Regions from separate parts of the Mus musculus genome. Here regions 2 and 3 are each linked to region 1. The links are chromatin contacts, called in public promoter capture Hi-C maps. All regions are on one chromosome and are shown on one strand. Each heading gives the region's core, a stretch centred on a gene start, on an enhancer-like site or on the middle of the called end of the contact. The rest is flanking DNA. Distances are from core to core; before and after follow the strand shown. Region 1 holds the start of Dph2 (DPH2 homolog). Region 2 holds the start of Efcab14 (EF-hand calcium binding domain 14). Region 3 holds the start of Cmpk1 (cytidine monophosphate (UMP-CMP) kinase 1).

Region 1 (3,828 bases), core at 77-2,576:
GGGAGCAGGAGCATGGCCAAAGGCTCTGAAAGAGGTGCATCAGAGTTGAAGTCTGGCAAAGTAAGAGATGTCTCATCCCCAGATGCCTCAATGTGACCCTAAAGGACAAGCCAGGCCAACTGAGGCCAAGAGCTCTAGGTAAGTGTGCTTAAATAGGAGGAATTAAGGCATGAAGCTGTGGACCCACCCTTCTTTCCCTCACAGGTATAATTTCTCACCTAGGGCATGGGCACAAGCTGGCTCACTCAGCAGTACCACCGGGGCTGTCGGATCTGGGTTCTGGGCTTCAAAGGCCTTTGCACAGAGCTCTAAAGCAACGGGTCGCTGACCAAGGACAAAGGTGATGGGCAGCTGCGAGGCTGGGGGGCTTAAGCAGGCAGGACCGAAGTGCACAAGGGCTTGAGCTCCAGCCTGCTCGGCGCCCAGCACATCCACACAGCAGCTGCAGGGGAGAGAGCATTGGTGAGAGGTGTTCCCTACCTGGAGAGAAGAGTTGTCATCAATGGGAAATGTGGCCAGTGGAGAAAATGGCACCAAGCTAGGAATTCACTGTGACTGAGGGAAGCTGGCATCAGGAGCTTCTCATCGTGCAAACACGGTCACTGGAGGCAGACACTGTGGGCTGGGAAACCCCATACCTGCCATAAGCTGTGTCCCCTAAAATGAACATCTTAGCTCCTGTGACTTCCTCCAGCCGGGCAGCCACCGCTCCCGCATCTCCTAGTAACTGGTCAGGGAACTGCAAAGTCACCTGTAAATACAAGCCACAAGTCAGCGACAACCTCACTCCTCCACCAACAGCCTCTGCAAAAAAACAAAAAACAAACAAAAAAACAAACAAACAAACAAAAAAACCCACTAAACATCCCAAGCCCCTACTTCTAAGGAGGCAGCCAGCCCCACAGAGTTGTGGGTAATCCGTGCGATACGGGCGGATCCCGACCCAAAGTCCCAATCTCCGCAACCCATACCCAGAGGAGAGCCCGCGCCCCGCGCCCCCTTTTCGCGCCCCCTTCTCTGAACCAGACCTCACCCGCTGACAACCTAAATCGCAGACAAATTTCGTAACTCGCTCCAGCTCATACACGCGGTCCAGGTCTTCAGGAGGAGTGAACTGTCCTGGAACGCCCGCCTCCCGTTGCAGGGCTGCCTCCGCAGGGCTGCTGAACGTAGACTCCATTGGGCGCAGCTTGGGTGGGGTGAGATGCAGCTGCACCCTCAAAAGTCCTCGAGGTCACAGCAGCTCTGTTTGTGGATCCGGACCAACCTGTCCTCGGGTCCTAGGATCCAAACCGTACGCTTCCAAATTCCCGGCTCTCCACTACACATGGACCTACGGAGATTACTTCCGGGTTCAAGGACTTCCCACAGAGAACCAATCACTAGCCTCTCACTCAGGACCAATCGGAAGTGCCGCAAAGCCTTGTGGGTGTTGTGGTTCCACTGGCTAAAGCTTCTTCCCGGATACCCTAAGGCCAGCCTGCCGGTGCCCTCTAATTTCTAAGTCACTAATTCAGTGTGAGCAGGCGCTATCTGCTGATCATATTTAAACGCGCGCGCGTGTGCACGTATATACATACAGTGAGAGCAAGGGTCCTTATACAGCTCAGTTCTTCAGGGTTGGCTGCAAGCTCCCTAATCCACCAAGCCATCTTCACAGCCCCCAGAATCTGAAACAGGGTCTTGCTGTGTGACCGAGCTGGATCTCCCAGTACTGCATAATTTCCAACTCAGTGCCCACAGCTTGGGTTTGAATATTTGTGAGCAGGTACTTACTGCCAGACATCGTAAAATGTCTCTATGTCCTTTACTTTGCCTGCTAGAGAATTGTCCCACAACCTGTTGTCCTCACGGTCTGTCAACCAAACACTGACCCTTGCTAAGTTCACCAGTTCATCATTAGAAGCAAGAATTATCCCATATAGATAAGAAAAACAAAACCATGTCTGCTGGTTCTAGAAACTGGGCTTTAGAGCCCGAATTTATTCTCTCGCCCCACCTCCTTGGGACTGAACCTGGGGCCTCGTGCATGGAAAGCAACGACTCTCTGGCTGAGCTACATCCCACATTCTCCCACACGACTTCTTATCATAAGGAGGGATGGGAGAGGAAGACTCTCTTCACGTGATGCCGTAGGGAAAAAGGACTGAAAACATGTGGCGCATCTCTGCATCCTCCAGGAGAGCTGAGAAATCAGGACTGTGGGAATGGGACTAACGGGGCTGGAGAAATGTTTCAGTGGCTAAGAGCACTTGCTGTGCTTGCAGTGGGTTCAGTTACCACCACCCACATGGTGGCTTATAACTATGTGCAACTCCAGTTCTAGGAGGTCCCTTTCCTTTTTTTTTGTTTTGTTTTTTTTTCGAGACAGGGTTTCTCTGTATAGCCCTGGCTATCCTGGAAGTCACTTTGTAGACCAGGCTGGCCTCAAACTCAGAAATCCGCCTGTCTCTGCCTCCCAAGTGCTGGGATTAAAGGCGTGCGCCACTACGCCCAGCTTTTTTTTTTTTTTTTTTTTTTTTTTTGTCCCTTTTCTAATACCTGCAGGCAACTACACTCAGGTGGTGCGCAGATATAAACTCAGCCATACACACATACACATTTTTTTTTAATTGGGACTGAGGAGCGGGATAAATAATGAAGTGGAAGACACTGATGCTACTAGCTGGCTGAGGAAGACACTGGATGGAAAAGAATGAAAGGCAGAATCAGTACAAAAGCTGGGGAAGATCAGAGGATGGGATGCAGTTACCCCATCCAGCAAGTGGATTCAGATGTCATGGATGGGAGTGGGGCGAACTCAGCCCGTTCTTCTGATCTTACTGATGGGTAACCAGAAGGGCAGGGCAGACAGAACTACAGCTGAGAAAATAAAGGAAGAAGTCCGGCTGCCGTGCGCTGTCCGTGGTCCTGACGGACTGATCTGATCTGCCTTAAAGGTGCTAAGAGGGAGAGCTAGGGGTACACAGGCAACGTTAGGTAACCCTTATTCCTCCTTTAAGGGATGAAAGGCCTTCCAGTTCCTCTCACTCCACCTTACTTTCTACAGCCCTCCTGACCACGTGCAAGTGGTGTTCTAAAACACCTTATCAAGGTGCAGGTGGTACACTGGCTGCAGCCCAGCTCTCTGACCCCTTGAAATGTACTCAATATAAATGAACATAAATAAAAATAAAATACCATACCACACATCCATCCTGGAAATCTAATCTCCACACCATTTCTTCCCATACCCCAGGTGGATCCTGAAGGCACATATTCTCAACAGAAATGCAACTTTCTCCACACAGCCATTCTGAACCCATTCTCTACTGAGTACATTAGCTACGATGGGGCCAGCCTTTGTTTGGCTTAGAACCAGGGACCTAGTACTCAGATTAGGTTGCTGATTAAATGTATGCATGAATCTAACAGGAGTATATATGGGCTGCTGATGCTGCTGTACTGTAGCCTCTCACCCTGGGAGCAAGAACAGGCAGTATTTGGTTCCAGGCTAGGCAGCTTGGATGGTAACACCCTCCCTGAGAGCTAGGTGTCCCCTCCATTCTTTGTTTTGTTTTTTGAGACAGGTTCTCATTATTCAGCGCTGGATATCGTGGAACTCACTGTGTAGATAGACCAGGCTGACCTTGAACTTACACAGGTCCGCTGGCCTTTGCCTCCCAAGGGCTAGGATTAAAGGCATTTGGTACCACACCCTCCCTATGTCCCCACTATTCTAAACCAAGGCCTGGGTCCGAGCATCTTTCCATTCTTCCGTCAGGCTTGGGTCCATGTAGGTGATGGAGGACAGAGAAAGGAGGCAGAGGCAGCAGTAAGAGTCCAGGT
Region 2 (4,362 bases), core at 340-2,839, 2.2 Mb before region 1:
TTTTTTTTTTTTTTAATTTTCTTTCATCTAATCCACCGACAAATATCTTTAACTCTATCTACAAGAAGCATACAGCATACTGGCCATCCCCACTACTGCCACTCCGCTGTCCTCTTCATGTCTATCCAGACCGAAGAAATACTTGGCTCCCTCTCTTTTTGTTGTTTATTTTCCAAACAGTAGTCAGAGTCATCTTTTTTTTAAAAAATTACTTATTTTTAATTTTATGTGCATTGGTGTTCTTCCTGCGTGTATGTCTATATGAGGGCCTTGGAGCTCCTGGAACTGGAGTTACAGACAGTTGTGAGCTGCCATGCAGATGCTAGTAATTGAACCCAGGTCCTCTGGAAGAGCAGTCAGTGCTCTCTTAATCCCTGAGCCATCTCTGCAGCCCCTAGAGTCATCTTCTATAAACTGAAAATTCAGAGTATGTTCCTCAATGGTTTTTCAAACTCCTTCTACAAAACCCTGCAAGGTTTACTTCCTGATGTTTCTGTAACTTCATTTCCTATCACTTTTTTTTTTCCAAACCAGGTCTTTCTGAGCACTCCTTCATGATACCATTTTACTTACTCTCTGGCTTCCTAAGGATCTATGCCCAAAAATCCCTTCATCAAAGACAACAGGCATGCCTCACCCTATCTTATTTGGGTTTCCTTCATAATATGCATCCACTTCTAAAGTGTAATATGTGTGCCTATTGTTGCTTTCATGCTCAAATACAAGCTGGAGCAGATGAGCAGATAAAATAGAGGAAGCCCAATTGAATTTAAATTTCAGATAAACAATGAATTATTTTTCAATATGAAGTTGTCATAGATATTGGAGGGCTCTTATAATTTAAAAAAAAAATAGCTAAACCAGGTGTGAGGATGCATGCCATTAATCCCAGAACTCAGGACCAAGGCAGGCAGATCTTTGCGAGTTCAAGAACAGCCTGGTCTACATAGCTAGCTCTAGGGCAGCCAGGACTACATAGAAAGCCTCTGTCCAACTCCCTCCCCCCTCCCCAAAAATCACTGTTTATCTGGTATTGGAAATTTACTAGTGTTCAGTATTTTATTTGCTAAATCTGGCAACTCTATACAGAAAGGAAAACACATTGGTTATTGTGTTTATGGCAGCATCCCCAGAGCTAGAATAGTCTCGATATTTCACCACCAGTAAATATTTATTGGATGGATGGGTGGGTGGGTGGATAGATGGATAGATGGGTGGAGGGATGGATGGAAGGACGGATGAATTATTCAACTGGGCCATTAAAACAATGAGCCTAAAGAACCTAAGAGTAAGAGGGATGGAGTCTTTCAAGAACTTTTCAGAAGGTGGAGCCTCGGGTGCCAGTCCCCGCCCCTGCTTCTCAGCAAGCAAAACTCTGCCTCCGCTGTAAGTTGATGCGGTCAGCCGCGGTCCGACAGGGGCGGGGCCTACTAACTGTGGCTCCAGACCCAGCACGAGCCAGAGCCGCGGCCCCTTTAACGTTCCACCTCCCCAGCACCACACGCGCCCTCCTGCGTGACGTCACCAAGGGGCGCCCAATGGGGGCGCGGCTTACTGGCAAGCCTTGCCCGGGGCCGCTGCCAAAGGGGAAGTGAGCTAAGACTGGAGCTATGGCCCGGGTCTGGAGCCTGCGGCGGCCGCCACCGCCAGCACATCCAGAGAAGTCGCGACCGAAGCAGGGGCCGGAGACGCGGCTGGACTGGCCGCGGCGCGTGTGAGTTGCGGAAGTCGCTGGTGGCGGAACACTTCAGGCTGGCGGAGCGGTGGTCACCCCTCATCACTGCGCCCCCTCCAGGCCCTAGCAGCAGGGCTCCCGCTCCTCTCGCGCGGGTCTCTACAAACTCAGGACAGAAGCCACGGGAAGGTGATCATCCCGAATCCTGGTGGGCGTCCCGGCCTGGGAGTTTTCTAGGCGCCCAGGCAGTGTTGGCGCTCTCCTGTCACCACCTCTCCAGTTAAGGATCAGCGAGTTCCCACTGCCTGCTCTGCAAAGTCTCCTCTCCTCCCATTCAAAAACAAGTTTATTTTCCTTCTGCATTGGGAATCTTGTCCCAGAGATCTAAAGTACCTTAGTTTTGTGTATCTTTCTCCCGCTTTCTGGAGCACTCCTAGAAATATTGGTTGCCTACACGACTTAGAATCTCGTGCTTGACTTAGCGGGTTGTTTTGTTTCGTTTTCCTTTTGACAGGTAATAGTTGTTTCAGAAATTTATCCATTTAGATCTCCAGTTCCTTGGCCATCTCTATGTAACTTCCCCCACCCCCCATCCCCCATCCACCTGAGTCCAATTTTCTCTGGGCTCTATTCTCCAGCCCTCAGTAGATCTGGTCAGTCCCACCTCTGGGTGGGAGTGATCAGGGGGCTCAGGCCCAGGATTTCCAACCCTGGAAGGCAGCTCCAAGTCAGCGAGAGAGTTGGGTGTTGGCTACGAACCTGGCAGCTCAGGAGTGGGCCCGCCACTCACCCCCCACAAAAAGATGAAAAAGCGCAAAGAGCTCAATGCGTTGATCGGCCTGGCTGGTGACCATCGGAGAAAGAAGACCAAGCAAGGCTCAGGCAGCCACCGCCTGCTTCGCACTGAGCCTCCTGACTCAGACTCAGAGTCCAGCACAGACGAAGAGGAATTTGGAGCAATTGGAAATCGCTCTCGTTTTGTCAAGTGAGTGTAGCAGTGGGGAGGGCTGAAATGGGCAAAAGGCATCTTGCACTACTACCAGCCGGGCAAATGGATGAGAAGGAGAGGGGAGTCCCTTGGAAGAAAAAGGGAAGTAGGCCTTGGAAAACAGGGAGAAAGGATGTTGGACAGGGCAAGTTCTAACTCTTAATAAAGAGTAAGCAGTCACTCTAATGTCTAACAAGAGCTTCAAATCTAGGGTGGAAGTGTGGACTTGGGGAATGGGCTCATAGCCCAAGAAGGAATTAAAAAGGTTACTCATGGAGACAGAGGAGCAGAGAGGCTCTTGGGGCTAGGCATTTTTAAAAAGTAGGTCAAGGGACCTTAAGACCAATACTCGTTTTGTGTTTCTTAACCAGCTTAGATATTGGTGATAGGAGAATATGGTGAAGGGCTTACTGTTGAAAGTGTGAACCTTCGATAAATAATATGGGGGTGGGGGGAGCAGTCTTTTTTACCAAACCAGTTTCAGGTAGAGCAACCACTAAACAAATGAGCTTTGAGGATTGGGGGATTAAGAGGTCAGTTTGTGAGGCAACTGAAGGAAACCTCAGCCATTTGGACCTGTCAGAGAGCAAACTAAAAGCAAAGGGAGTCCGTTGGGGTGTAGAGACCAGAGTTAGGCAAAGGGCTTGGGTCCTAAAAGATTTGTGATCTTTTAGCGGGCTCAGAATCTGTGTGCTTTTGTTAAGACTGGTTAGTTAAGGACTTTTCCAAGTTTGTGTTGTGAAGGTCATCTGATGAAGTGTGAGTCTCGAAAGTTGCCCTGCTGCCTTAGTTTAGAACTGAAAACTAGATGAAGTTTGATGTGAAATCTAGTGTGCTTCTATTTCTGTACTGCCAAGGCAGTTAAGTTAAAGAATATCAGGTGTCCACTTAAGCCAGCAGATCTAGTTTCTCTCATTCCATTTGCAGTAAAACTTGGTCAAGAGTTTGTGAAGTTTCAATAAATGAGGCAAGGTCTCCTGGGCTAAGTGAGCATGTATGGGGGGGGTGAGGGTGTGGAAGGGGATAAATTACAGTGAAGGGATAGAATTCCATAGAACCACTCATTTTTACCCTTCTTTCTGTCCATTCTTTCTTTTTATCTTATTACTACTAAGGATTGAGCTAGGTTCTAGTAGTAGGCATAGAACTTGGCAATCCCTCTTCCTCAGACTCCCAGGTACTTGGATTGCAGATGGGCCACTGGGCCCTTCTTGTCATTTACACTTCTCAAACCGAGTTCTGCTCCAAAGACCACCTTCCTGAATTGACAGCAGTGATCTAGAACCTGCAAGCTCTTCCCATGGCCCACGGGAACTCCCTGTTTCCTGTGCAGTTTGAAACCTTTGTACCCCGTAGAACTTTTCACGGGTCATATTCAGTAATTTGCAACCTCCTCCTATTAGACGCAAGTGTGTTATCCTGTGATCCTTGGTAAATTCATTGGTCATTCATTAGAGAAGATAATCGCATAGGAGCATACTGTTGCTAATAAAGCTGTTCTCATCACAGCTACCTTCTCGCTCATTGGTGAATGTTTTCTTCCAACAGGGGAGACTATGCCCGATGCTGCAAGATCTGCTGTCCCCTCTGTGCCTTTGTCATCCTCGCAGCCTGCGTTGTGGCCTCTGTGGGCTTGGTGTGGATGCAAATGGCTCTCAAGGAGGATCTGGATGTCCTCAAGGAAAAATTTAGAACAAGT
Region 3 (4,450 bases), core at 1,610-4,109, 2.9 Mb before region 1:
CAAATTTGCTTTGATGACAGTTGATGAATTTAACATTAAGTTATATATTATAACATTTTCCCTAAAGGAAAAAAATTAATTTTAAGCTTGCCGTCTTTGGGGATTATGTTCACAGCTGCCTACATAATGAAATATTGAGCCAAAATGCAGACTCAAAATGGGGAAAAAATGCCTAACTTACCTGACTATAGACATCCCAGTGTTTATGTGACCAGCTAAGGAACAGTCATTGTTAAATTATACATCTGAAATAGCAGATTATCAGGTGGATGTTTATGGCAACTGGAAGCAACAACAAACAATTCAAAACAATGTATTCTAGCTGGCTTGGTGGGACAGGCCTATAATCACAGCTTTTTGACATTGAACCGAGAGAACCACAAGTTCAAGGCCTGCCTTAGTTAGAGTGAGTGCAGGGAGTACTTACTGAGAATTTTAAAGTACACGGTACAAAGAGAGATGCTCTGTCATAGAGTGCATGCCTTTCATGTGTGGGGGGCCCTGGGTTCCACTGTCAGTGCAACCAGAAAAATGAACAAACACAGAAACAAACAGCCCACAGCTTCAGCTCATGTAACTGCTCATCAAGGACTCTGTAAGTAACAGGTATTAACAGGATTAGCAACTATCATTTCACCAAGTAGAAATACCAGTCACTCAGGACAGACATTTTTCATCCAGTGGAGTAATGGGGGAATTATCAGATTGAGTACAGACATTTAAGGACATAAGTTCAGAAAAGTATTTGGATGCACTCAATATGAAAGTCATAAGCCAAGTTTTAAAATGTAATGCACCTTTAGGGGTTGGAGAGTTGGCTTAGAGGTTAAGAGCACTGACTGCTCTTCCAGAGGTCCTGAGTTCAATTCCCAGCAACCACATGGTGGCTCACAACCGTCTGTAATGGGATCCAATGCCCATTTCTGGTGTGTGAAGAGAATGACAGTGTACTCTCTTTAAAAAAAAAAAAAAGTAATCCACCTTTAAAATAAAAATGACCAGTTGCAGATAGTTATCTTATACCCAACCTGCTGTTCCTTGCAGTACATTAAATCAACCTGGTGTCTTTCTAAAAATAAATTAAATGACCAATATAATAAAACCAGGAAGCTTAAACATTTGCATCTATGTGCAGGTGTGAGACCTCATTTAGCAGTCACAGATACAAAACAAGACATTTCATTTCTATTTTCTCCCTTCTTACAAAGTAACTTAGGCTAAAAGTAACTTCTCTGGGGCTAGGAAAAACAATAGCAATCTCTGGGGCTAGGAAAAACAATAGCAGGGTCAGGTCTTGAACTGCTTACCTGTTTTGACTCACTCCCTCCTTTACCATGCTATCTATATTTTAATCATTTTACTTATAAACTGAAACCATCCACTTGTCATTTGGCTTTCTAATAGATAAAACAAACAGAAGTAAAAATAAGGAGAAAAATTCTATGTGCTTTGTGATTAAACTGATTTTCCAAAGTTATCTGTAATTCTAGACATAACTGTAAAACACACAACTTTTAGACCACATTACTTTATTTATCTGTGGTTGTTCTTTAGAGAATAGACTATAGGGCAGGAGCTGAATATATGAACGTGGAAAAAAATACAAAGCAAATATAGGCCACGGCTTATAGGAAAAGAAGAAATTATCAAGTTCTGGGTCAAAACCTTTTATCAAGCACTCAATTTAAAGGTGAATGTTGGGTGTTTTTCCCCAACCCTGCCATTTCTTTCTGATTGTCTTGTTTTCCTTTAAAACACTGCCCAAGACAGTCCATTAAGCCTTCCTCACCGCATCATTACAGCTCATAGGGGCTAGAAAAAACAAGACAGTCCATCACTACAGCTAACACGGGCTAGAACCCATACCTGCTTGAGTTTAAAGTCTTTGCCTCTCTCCGTGTACATGCCACCCCTGACCTCAAATACTAAAAGAATGGAACTGGTAAACTTATGTCAAAACTTTAATTGTATTTAGTTATTTGTGTGGGCAAACCCTTGAGCTCTAGAGTGAACATCATAGGACAACTCGCGGGAGTGGGGTTGTGGTTCTCTGTGGGTCTCAGGGATGGAACGTGGTGGTAGGCGCCCTTACCCGTTCAGCCATCTCTGCAGTCCTAAAGCAAACATTATTTAAAAAATGATAAGAGGATTTTATAGTTGGGTGGTGTTTTACTTTCTCGGAGAGCAGAGTTTTTTATTTGCTTAGACAACTGAGGTTCACTGAGAGTGAGTGACTCACTCGCCCAAGGAAAAGGGCGTGAGTTGTCAGCTGGGCCAAAGGTTAGCGCCTGGGCTCTCACAAATCCGGCACTTTAACTACCACAAGATCCGGGTCGGGTTCCTCGAGGCCGGTTAGCCGGAGACTGACAGCCAGAGATGTAGCGAGAAGACCCGGATCCCAGGAGTGGAAGCAAGGGCGCGCGGAAACAAAGCACTCGTAGACTCGACGCCCCTCGGCCCGGGCGCGCGGTGGCCGTCGGGACTCGTAGTCCGCTCCCCACAGCGAGGGGCGCGGCCGCCAACGCGGCTGCTCCCTCCGGCCCCGGCCCGCTCCGCTCAGCCCGGGAGCTCTCCGTCGCCCTCCCGCACGGCCTCACCTCGACAATGCGCGCGCACTGGGTCCCCTTGCCCGCACCGGGCCCGCCCAAAACGAACACGACCAACGGCTTCATGAGGTGGAGAGGGAAGAGCCGCAGTGTGCGGGTCAGCGGCGGGCAGCTCGGGACCAGGACGTGCGGGAGCAGCCGACGACAGCTGCTCAGCATACAACGCGCTTCTGACAGCGGCCGGCGCGGCGGCGCGGGCGGGGCGGCAGGGAGGGGGCGGGCAGAGCGGGCGCCGGGGCCCCGCCGCCAGCTGCCGGCCGCCGTGACAGGAAGGGGCGGGGCCTCCGTGCGCTGCGCCAGCTTCCGCTCGCGGTTCCGGTTCTTCCTAACGTGGCTGGAGACCCAAGGCATTTCAGTTTCAGAACCTGGATTGACGTTTAGGCAGACCAGTGGTTCAATCTCCCGGGTTTCCCTTTCCCAAGAGAAGCGGCCTAACCGAAGAGGCAAGCACAGGAGTCAGTAGGAACAACGGCATTGTTGGGAAGGAAACCAAAGGAAAATGAGAACAGTTTGAGGTTTGCAAAGAAGGCCTCTAAAGAGGTGACCTTGGAACCAAGACTTGAGGACTGAAAAGAGCAGAGACTTGGATGCAGTGACCCGCCAAGAGAGAAGGGCATGTTAGAAGGTTAGGGCTGGATAAGTGGAATGGAAAGTCATTAATGGAGAGTTGAGTCGGTTATGGAAAAGCACTTAGGTTATATTCTAACCGCAGGGAAAGACTTTAAGCTTAGCTCTGTTACCCTGACTCGGGCCATTAGGGAAAACTCTGAAGAGAGAAGAAAAAGAGTGAAAACTGAGCCTGGATGAACACAAACCTTTGAAAATTGGAGTCGGCAGTGGTAGCATTTTCATGGAGTTTTTTATAGTAACAGAACAAAGCTATGAATCATGGCAATTTTTTTTTCAGATAACTTGGTAGAGATGGTTTCTAGCAAAGCTGGTACTGTTATTGGCCCCAGATGCCAAATGATGACGAGAGGGATGAGACAAGCTGATCCAAAGGTAGTGAGTTATCTCAATGGATGGTTCACAATCAGTTACAGATTAAACTTCCTTCCTCCTCACTGCTGCACTTGACTAGAGATAGAGTAAGACAAAGCCCACCTACCTCAGAACTCCCCCAGTGTGCTTTAAATTGGGCCTGCAAGCTCACTTCTCGGTCTTTCTTGGTAATGGGAGACCCCAGCATGCTGAACTTCTGCAAAATAAAACACTCTTTGTATTTACATACTTTTTGAATCCAGGGTGTCATTCTTTGAAAAGTCATGGACCCTTACAATCACATTCTTAGCCTTTGGGTTTGGAAGCTAGGATTCTGTTTGTATGTTACAAATGGACTTACCTAATAGTCACAAGAATGTTAGGTCACATAGAGGTGAACAATAAATGGTTGATTGGGGGCTAAGATAGATAATTTGGCTTTGGACCTACAATATTCCAGCTCCCCAAATAAGAAACCTGAAGTCAAAGGCTGAAGCAGGAAGATGATAGGTTTGAAGCCTGACTGTATTCCCAGCACTTGGGAGGCAAAGGCAGATGGAACTCTGTGAACTCAAGACCACCCTCATCTGGTTTACACTTTTAAGGTCCAGACCAGCCAGAGCTACATAGACTCCCATCTCCAAAACAATAATGAAACCCAAACAGCTCGATACAAAATTATATTTGCAGCAGCTGGTAGGTGGAGGTATGAAAAGAAGTATTTCACAGCCAGCTTCAACTACATAGCAAGTTCCAAGTCAGCTTGGGCTACATGAGACCCTGCTTAAAACAAAAAACAAACAAACAAAAAAATTTCAAAGCCAAAATAGGCCCAAGAATATTTAGCAATAAGAAGCAAGGAG

The links. Promoter capture Hi-C pulls out the DNA fragments that hold promoters and counts their contacts. Capture Hi-C pulls out chosen DNA fragments and counts their contacts.
Region 2: a promoter capture Hi-C map of adipose tissue shows a contact between it and region 1, with 3 times the contacts expected there. The contact joins the promoter of Efcab14 here to the promoter of Dph2 in region 1. A contact is called at or near these places in 3 of 39 promoter capture datasets (liver, neutrophils and pre-B cells) and 2 of 9 other capture datasets (adipose tissue and liver).
Region 3: a promoter capture Hi-C map of pre-B cells shows a contact between it and region 1, with 5 times the contacts expected there. The contact joins the promoter of Cmpk1 here to the promoter of Dph2 in region 1. A contact is called at or near these places in 1 of 39 promoter capture datasets (pre-B cells) and 1 of 9 other capture datasets (liver).

The regions. Positions count from the first base shown.
Region 1 is chr4:117,890,677-117,894,504 of GRCm38.p6, forward strand. It overlaps Dph2 (DPH2 homolog), which reads right to left and starts at 1,327. Exons shown (of 6, transcript NM_026344.3): 1 at 1,034-1,327; 2 at 639-751; 3 at 219-442; 4 at 1-25. The coding sequence starts at 1,180. Ipo13 (importin 13) reads right to left here. Exons shown (of 20, transcript NM_146152.3): 20 at 3,817-3,828.
Region 2 is chr4:115,736,181-115,740,542 of GRCm38.p6, forward strand. Efcab14 (EF-hand calcium binding domain 14) reads left to right here and starts at 1,590. Exons shown (of 11, transcript NM_001368627.1): 1 at 1,590-2,660; 2 at 4,212-4,360. The coding sequence starts at 2,479.
Region 3 is chr4:114,984,369-114,988,818 of GRCm38.p6, forward strand. Cmpk1 (cytidine monophosphate (UMP-CMP) kinase 1) reads right to left here and starts at 2,860. Exons shown (of 6, transcript NM_025647.3): 1 at 2,598-2,860. The coding sequence starts at 2,765.